Regions from separate parts of the Rattus norvegicus genome. Here region 1 is linked to region 2. Evidence: chromatin contacts called from public Hi-C data. All regions are on one chromosome and are shown on one strand. Each heading gives the region's core, a stretch centred on a gene start, on an enhancer-like site or on the middle of the called end of the contact. The rest is flanking DNA. Distances are from core to core; before and after follow the strand shown.

Region 1 (4,431 bases), core at 208-2,707, 71 kb before region 2:
ATTATTATTATTATTATTATTATTAGTGTGTGTGTGTACATACATAGCAGTTATGTAGAGGTCAGAGAATAACTTTGTGAAGTGGGTGCTTTCTTTCCACATTAACTCTGATTCCTGGAATTGAACTCAGGTTATCAGGTTTGCCTGGCAAAGGTCTTCACCCCCTAACTCATCTCATCTGACCATTTTTTCATATATATATATATTCATATATATGTGAAACATCTATATGAAATATCTATCATTCATGTATGTATGTATGTATGTATGTATGTATGTATCTATCTATCTATCTATCTATCTATCTATCTATCTATCTATCTATCTATCTATCTCCAAATGTCCACACTCCCCAGCTGGCAGGATCTCCCTGGAGGCCAGCACCTAGGAGGACGTACTGAGGATGTAAAAACATAAAGAGTGGAGAGCAATAGGGAAGACACCGGCTTCCCCCTCTGGCCTCCATATATACCCATACCTGTGCACGGACGTATGTGTGCCACACACACATAAAAGTGACCCCTGGTTTTGTAGTTGAAGCTGAATTCAGTGAACACGGGAGTCCTCACTGGGACATTATGAGGGTCCAGCCAGCTGGTGCAAACAGAAACGCTGATCTCAGAACACCTACGAAGCAAGAAGTTTCTGTTTCTTTGTTTCTGTTTTTTTTTAACACTTTGTAGATTTGTTTTTGAAACAAAGTCTCAGTGTTAGACTGGCCTAAAATGTACTAAAGAAGGGTGACCTTGAACCCCTGATCCCTCCACTTCGCAAGGCAAGCGCAGGATTGAACCCAAAGAGCTTTCAGTAGGCTAGGCAAGCTCTCTACCGACTGTGCTATACTCCCGGGGCTCCAACAGTTTCTAAAGTTTAGTTTGTTGACTTCCGGTCTGTCTGTGCATCTTTTATCTTTACTAAAAATGTCAACCACGCTGGATAAGCATATGCGGGTCATGCTTACAGCTGTGCCCCAAGGCCTGACGCAATGTGTGTCCGATATTTATTCCACGAGTCAGTGAAAACTCAAAAGCCTGTCTGCAAGGGTTGGAAAGCTCGCTGACATCGTGAGAACCGCTCCTCAGTTTGGATTGTCCCCAAGGAGGACCCGGAGCTGTGCCAAGAGTCCTGTTGGGGGTCGAGAGAGTTAGCCTCTAGTTCTTTTTGCTGTCCAACTGTCTTGCTGTGTGCTTCCCCAGATCGTGGGAGATGAGTGAGCACAGGGCTTTCCCCGAAGATGCTGGTTTCCCGGGAGTTCCTGCCAGCTGGGGAGTGTAGGGATTTGGGGATAATTCAGCCACTTAATTAATGAAGAGGAAGGGGAAGAGAAAGGCAGGGGAGGGACGCAATCCCGGAAGAAAAAGTCACCCTGGCTGGCCAGCTGCCCCAGCCACTCCCTTCTCTGTATGCCCCGCCAGTTCCCGCCGCCGCCACTGACTTTCTGACTTCTTAACTTGTCAGCAAATCCCAGAGTTAAAAATGCACACGCACCCCGGCCAGCCGCCAGCAGGCCCGTCTGGCCGCGGCTCCAGATGTGGGGCCACCGCGCGGGCTGCCCGCCCCGCCGCGCAGACTAAACAATCGGCCTTGGCCGTGAGCGCAGCGCAATTCCAGATGCCGCGTCGCCCGCGCCGAGCGCTAATTGGGCCGCGGGCGCGAGGCTCTGTCAGCGCCAGCATGGCCCTGCCCGGGGCGGCCTTGGCACGACGCCGGCCCGCTGGGCTACCTAGGGCGGGGGCGGAGTGGGGAGACTGATCAAAATCGGGGGGGGGGTGTAGAGGGACAGAGACTTGGGTAGCAGACAGACACACACACACAGATACACACAGGCAGACAGACACACAGACACACAGGTAGACACACAGGCAGACAGACAGACATATAGTTAGGCAGACAAACACAGACACACACACACACCACACGCTGACCTCACAGTTTCGAAGATCAAGAACAGATTCAGGAAGGGTCAGAGACAGCCTCGGAAAGGTTTAGCTACTGAGACAGGGAGAACCTCCCTGCCTGGATGCAGAGACAAGGGAGGCAAATATAACAAGCAGAATGACCCACGATCCAAAGGGACACCAAGAGTGCAGATGGACAGCAATGTGGCGGGTGGCCAGCGGCGGACCTTAATAGGTGTCCATCCTTTTGTTCCATGGTCCCCTTTTCCCACATTTTTACTCTTTCTAATTTTCCCGGGCCCTGGGACTGTGTGCCAGCACGGTGACTTAGGCCTATTCTGGCTGGATGAAGGCAAGGCCCTGGTCCCCACCCGAAACTGAAATGTGGACATTTCACCCCCAAACACGAGCTGGGAAACACCTTAGACACTGTGCTGATGAGACTGCTCTGAGGCAGAGGGATGTCCCAAATGACTCCTAGCTCACTTCCACCAGGCAGCCACACAGTCGGGGCCCCTCCTTTCCTATGAGCTGGGAAGCGGGTATCCCACCAGGTCCTAAATTAGGGGATGACCTGCTGGTAGTGGCCCGGGGCAGGGAAGCCCACTGGGGACCACCCGTGGGAGCCGGGAACTGGCCGTCCCGCCCCCGCTGGCGGCCCTGGCAGCCCAGGGGGCGAGCGCCGAGGGCAGTGCGGCGGCTGGGGCGGCTCTCGGAGGCCCCTCTCTGACAATCTTTCCTTTGTTTGTTTTCTTAAATCTGGGAGGCCCGAATTCCTGCCGGATTCCGTAGGTTTCACTCAGGAAGGAGGCGCCCCCATCCCCCTCACGCCGGGCAGGGGCTGCGCCGGGGGAATGGCAGGTTCTTCCCGGAGGAAGGAGGCTCCCAGCCCCGCGGCCCGGGCAGACGGAATCCCGGGCGCCCTGCCCGCGCGTGCCACCACGCAGCCCCAACCGAGGGCCCGGAACATCGGGGCGGGGGGGAAGCAAGCCAAGATCGCTTAAACACACACACACACACACACACACACACACACACACACACACACACAGGAACGGTACTCCATCCCAGACTCATCCCACACCCTTCCACCCCCCCCCCCCCCGTCCCTCTCATATTTTGGTCTCCAAACTTGAGCCTCATTAATTTCCAAAAAAAATTTCCCCCAATAAAAGGCAAACATGGAAAGAAAAACAAACTATTAGAAAACAGAGGAGGGCGGAAATGTTATTTAAAAGGTTACCAGACCACATCATTTTCCAGTGATATTATATACTCCCAACAGTATCCAAAATATATATGGGATCTGGGCCAAGAATGAAAAAAAAAAAAAAACCATAAAAACCCCTCACTTAGACACAACATCTGGACCGGAGAGCGAACAAACCCTCCATTTATCACACTTAATCCTCCATAGAAGTAATCGACGGTTGACTTCTGTTTTGCTAATTTAGCTGCTTTCAAGCGCTCGCCCAGTCCAGACTGGGAATTCGGTGTCACTTGTGGAGGGCCCAGCCCTGCCCTGCTCCCGACCGTGTTAACTCCCTCCTTCGCAGAGGGGAGGGGAAAAGAAACCATTAAAGAACAACGTTTTATGAATTCTCTTCACTACCGCCCACTCAGGTCAATGAAATCCTTGCCTCTGCCCTGGATTTGTCCCTCAGCACCCTGACACCCACGTCCTTGCGGGCCACGCCCCTCTCCTGCGCAGGCTCGGTGGAGAGATGGAAGGCAGTCTGTCCCAAAAGCCACCATCCTGGTGAGCTTGTCCCTCTTCCAAGCGTTGCCAGCTACCTACCTGGGCAGTGCTTGCTGACCTGGCATCTGGACCCTTGGGCCAGCTGGGAGAGGGCAGAGCAGGGTTGTGTGCCTGGAGGGAGCCTCTGTTCCCTGGAAGTGAAAGAGAGACAGGAGATCTTGAGGTGGCTGGCTGCCCTGGGCCTTCAGCCGGGTATAGAGACAATGGGAACTTGTGAGAGTACCAGCCAGTGAGAGTGTATCATTTGGGGATTAGTCAGTGAATCCCTGGGACCCTGGCCCAGTCGGGCTGGTGCCAGAGGCAGGGCTGGCCTCCAGCACGGACCTCCTTCCTTTCTCGTAACCTTTCCTAAGGCCTCTTGGTTCTTTGCTGCTCTTCCTGGCCACCTCTCAGCCTCTACAAGGACTCTCGATTTTGGAGCTCAAGACAAAGCCTTTTGGTGGGACTTTTCTCAGCTGGTGGGAGCGTGGAGCGCTAAGAGTGGCTAGCTGAAGTTCTGTTTTCCAGCATCTGCTGAGAGGAGACAGAGACCGTGTGTTAACTCTAACTGCCCCCTTTCAATCTCTCTCTGAGTCCTGCCAGAGTCCTGGCAGAGCAAAGTCTTCACAGCTCTGCACGGCTGAGCAGACTCTGCCATGCACACTCAGAACACCAGGACCTTCTGGGCATGGTGGCTGGCGCCTTTAAGATTTAATTTTATCTTTAATTATTGGGGGTGGGGAGGGTGCTGTGCATTGTGCATGTGAGCAGCTCTTGATGCTTTCCAGAAGATTC
Region 2 (4,141 bases), core at 528-3,027:
CAAATAATATTTTATGGGATCAGTGGGCTGGCTCAGGGCCGCCGCACCCGGCTCAGCCCCTCCGCCTACAAACAAGCTCGGATTGTGCAGCGAGTCAGTGTGCCAGGCCTCGGACAGGCCCAGGGGTGTGGAATGGGGGGGAGGAGAACACCGTGGAGCAGCGGACTTGGTGGGGGGGGGGGTGAGTCCTGGGTGCGGGCAGGTGCAGCACGGGGTTCAAGCCTCCCCGCCGGTAGGGGGCGTCCGCGAGGCTCAGTCTGGGGCCAGTGTGCAGGGTGCCTGGCTCACCTGCAGCGCCTAGCCTGGAAGCGAGCCGCGCGACCGGCCGTGTCGCCTGGGAGGACCCTGGCCGCTGCAAGGCCTCCGGAAAGCCGGCTTCCCGGAATGGCCGGGGGCCGGCAGGGAGTCGTCGCCTCCCTCCTAAAGCCACCCCGATTTGTTCACCAGCCTTGCTGCGTCCCACCGGGGTCCAAGGGCACATCCGAGCGCATCGGAAGTTCTGTCTCTATTGGGATCCCTTTTGCTTCTGCTGCTGGAGATCTCCAAGCCTGGCCAAGGGCCCAAGGGAGGTGTCCCCCAGCCTCTGCTGCGGGTTACCCCGCCCCCGCCAACCTAGCGCTCAGCAAGCACAGGGTTAAGCAGGAGCAGGTGTGTAGCCAGATGCTGCGGCCGGTCCCCTCCCCCGCGGCCCGGTCGGCGTCCTCCTCCTCCTCCGCCCACCCTCTGAACCCAACAGTCCCAAATAAAAGTGCCATTGTTGCCGGGCCTTCCCCCACCCCCGTCTCTGCCCCGCCACCTGGAGCAGAGCCCGGTCTCTCTTCACCTGCCCCCGGGCCGGCTGGGGGTGGCGGGAATGGGGCCTCGGAACGGGAACTTCCGCTCCCACTGCTCCTCCTCCTCCTTCTCCAAGCCCCCTGTCACTGACCCCTGAGTCCCTAAGGGCAGGGCAGACACCGTGGCTTTGTGCTGGGGTTTCTTTCGGGCCTGACGGCTCCACTTTGGCCGGTCCGTCCCTCTAATCCCCTCATTCTCCATGACTAGAGAGGTGACGTTTCTTTACAAAGCTGGGAGGACACAAGGCCTGGTGCCAGGAGTCCAGGACAGTGCCACGTTCGTCAAGAACAGCTGTTGCTTTTTTTTTTTTTTTTTAAATCATTTGTTCATCTATGGGACAGGAAGGCAGGGCAAGAGCGATTCCTTTTATACAGAAAAGGAAACTGAGACACCTCGGAGAGGAAGAGCGTTGAGCTCACAGGGCTGGTAATTATTGAAGTCAAGTCCCTTGACTCCCTGGTTGCATGGGGTCTCCAATGCTCACTGGATAGCCGAAATATTGGGCACCCAGACACTGTCTGGCACAACTTTGGGGTTCACTGTGGGGCCTCTGGCAGGTTAGGCTTCCTAGTTCTCACACTGCCACTTGGAATCCAAGGGATGACACCCAGGAGACTGGGAGACCCAGCCTGGGACTTCACGAAGGGGTTCGACCACAGGGCCTAGCCTGTCGCGAGCAGGAAGATTCTTCCTTGTCCTTCCTGGCCAGCTCCAGGAGGCTGATCTACAAGGTTAACTAAATGGCTCTAGGAAATGAGACAAGACCGTTGACGGGACAGAAAAGAAATCCAGACCTCGGAGGAGATCCCTCCCTCATCCCTAAGAACCTCAGCTCCTCCGTCAAGGACCGCGGAACCCTGGGCCGCTCCAAGCCGCCAAGTTCTCACAGATAACACACCAGCTGCAGGCACCGGCCTAGTGGTTGAGCTCCCGCAGCTCCAGCTCCGGAGACAGAGTGTGCGCAGTTACCGTATTTCTTCTTTTGCGCCCTAACTTTCTGGAGCACGTAGATCCCACGTGTCCATTGTGTGTGAGAGCATGCTTTCTTTTTACTGGGGGAAAGAGTTCCCTTGGGAGCTGAGAGACCAGAGTTTTTCGGCTTTGTTCTTTTAGCTCTGCCATTTATCTGTCCTTCTCTTCCACCCGAAGACCCAAGAAAACAGTTTCCTGTTACCACTCGAGCATCTAGTAGGCATCTCAGATTCAGTTCACTCAACTTCAAAAACCTGGTCACCCTATTCTACCCGGTCCTAACCATTTGTTAGTCCTTTTTTACCTCAGGAAAGGGCACACTCTTCTTCCCTGTGTCTCCAGAAGATCTTGGGGGTACTTTCAAACTCTTCTGCCTTCTGAGGTGCCTTAACATAGTTTATTTTTGCCTCCAGAGTAAGTCCAGAGTCCGCTGTTCCCCATGGAGCTTACGGTCCCAAGTCACCATATTTTCGTGCTTCCTTTCATCCCGCCCTTCGTTCCACCCTCTCTTTAAAAAAGATGCTGTATGTACGCTCCCATAAGTTTCTGAGACCACGGGCCTGCAGGAGCTGGGCGGCCAGAAGCAGGTGCCAGATCTTTGGAGCTGGAGTGATAGATGGTTGTGAACTGTTGGGCCTGGAACCATACCTCGGTCCTGTGCAAGAGCAGTCAGTGCACTTAGCAGCTGAACCCTCTCTCCAGCCCTTTCTTCTAAACAATATTTATTTTTTTCCAAAAGGTTTTGCTTTTAATTGGGTATATTTGTTTGTGTGTGTGTGAGTACACACGCGCGCGCGCGCGCGCGCACGCACACGCACACACACACACACACACACACACACACACACACACACACACACGTGAGCTATTGTCCCCAGAGGCCAGAAGAGGTCCTTGAGTAACCTGGAGCTGGTTACAGCCATTAGTGAGCCATCCCTGCTGGGCGCTGGGGACTCAAAGAGGGCCCTTGCAAGAGCAGTCAGTAAGGGCTAATCTCAGGTGTTGAGCTATCATACTAGGCAAGTATTTAATCAAACATGTGTTTTTTAAAAAAAAACGATTTATTTATGTCTACAAGTGCTCTATCTGCATGTACATGTCAGAAGAGGACATCGGATCCCATTACGGTTGAGAGCTACCATGTGGTTGCTGGGAATTGAACTTAGGACCTCCGAAAGAGCAACCGGTGCTCTTAATTGCTGAGCCAGTTCTAGCCGCCCGCCTCCCCACACACCGTGTTTTCATGGTAGAATAACATTGCAAGATATTTGACTACACCGTGACCCCGGGATTGTGCTATTTACTGGAAAAACCTGGTTTTAGTTGTGTTGTAGCTCAGCCTTGGCATGTACCTTTAATCTAAGAACTTTCTGCTTGAATATTGTAAACAAGATCAGAGAAATCGAACTATAGGTCAAGAGGTAGAGCTAGCCACCAGTGGACAGGAAGTGAGCATATGATTATTAAGAGAAAAACCATAGAGAGTAAGAGGGAGTCCGGAGGACAACTAGAGAGGCGAGGAGGAAGTAGAAGGGAGGGGCATTCAGTTGAAGGAGGCTTTTTTGAGACCCAGTGATAGAGGGAATTCCTTCCAGGTCGTTGGTTGAGGAGGAAGGTCAGCTGGGTGCTCTCTCTGTCTCTCTGAGCTTGCAGGCTTTCAGCTCAGCATCTGGCCTCAGGGTCTTCACTGGTAAAATCAAACGATCGAGATTTCATTTAAAACAACAACAACAATAGCAACAACAACAACAACAACAACAGAATCTTGCAATCCCCTGTCTTTGTGCCTCCTTGCTCTCAGATTCAACCTCCGTGGAGAAGCAAGGGTTATTTTGAAACCGAGGTCAGGGTTTGTCTTCTGTCTAAAACCCTCCAGTGGCCACTCCTGTAATTCAGCTTTTAGAGCAGAAGGCCCATGTCCTTTGCCCCACTCTCCTGTGCCAGTGGCATTTATCGCTATACAGCGTGCTGCATATTTACACATGAATTCTGCCTTTGCCTTCTAATGCAGGTGCCATACATAAAGAGGCTCTGATTGCCCTTAAAGAGAGAGAGAGAGAGAGAGAGAGAGAGAGAGAGAGATGGGGTCTCCCCAAGAGGCAGAGGCAAGCAGATCTCTGAGTTTGAAGCCAGCCTGGTCTACAGAGTGAGTTCTAGGACAGCCAGGGCTGCTCAGAGAAAGCCCAATTCTGACACTAAAAAAAAAAAAAAAAAAAAAAAAAAAAAAAAAAAAAGATGAGACCTCATGTGTCCAAGGCTGACCTCTAACTCCCTTCCTACTACATAACCAAGGATGACCTCCCATCTCCGTCTTTCTGAGTAGCTGGGATTTGAG

The links. A called contact is a pair of places that touch in the nucleus more often than the background predicts.
Region 1: a Hi-C map of mammary epithelial cells shows a contact between it and region 2, with 2.9 times the contacts expected there. The contact joins the enhancer-like site here to the promoter of 1700122O11Rikl in region 2. A contact is called at or near these places in 4 of 12 Hi-C or Micro-C datasets (Schwann cells, hepatocytes, mammary epithelial cells and 1 more).

Annotation. Positions count from the first base shown.
Region 1 is chr9:20,502,752-20,507,182 of GRCr8, reverse strand. No RefSeq gene overlaps it. Among named protein-coding and RNA genes, the nearest start is that of Foxp4, 51 kb to the left of the region's middle. Within about 2 kb of position 1,457, at least 18 of the 93 cell types and tissues checked have an H3K27ac peak or open chromatin away from gene starts, as enhancers often do. A contact at or near this core is called in Schwann cells, where this site is marked.
Region 2 is chr9:20,432,661-20,436,801 of GRCr8, reverse strand. It overlaps 1700122O11Rikl (RIKEN cDNA 1700122O11 gene like), which reads right to left and starts at 1,777. Exons shown (of 3, transcript NR_185298.1): 1 at 1,733-1,777.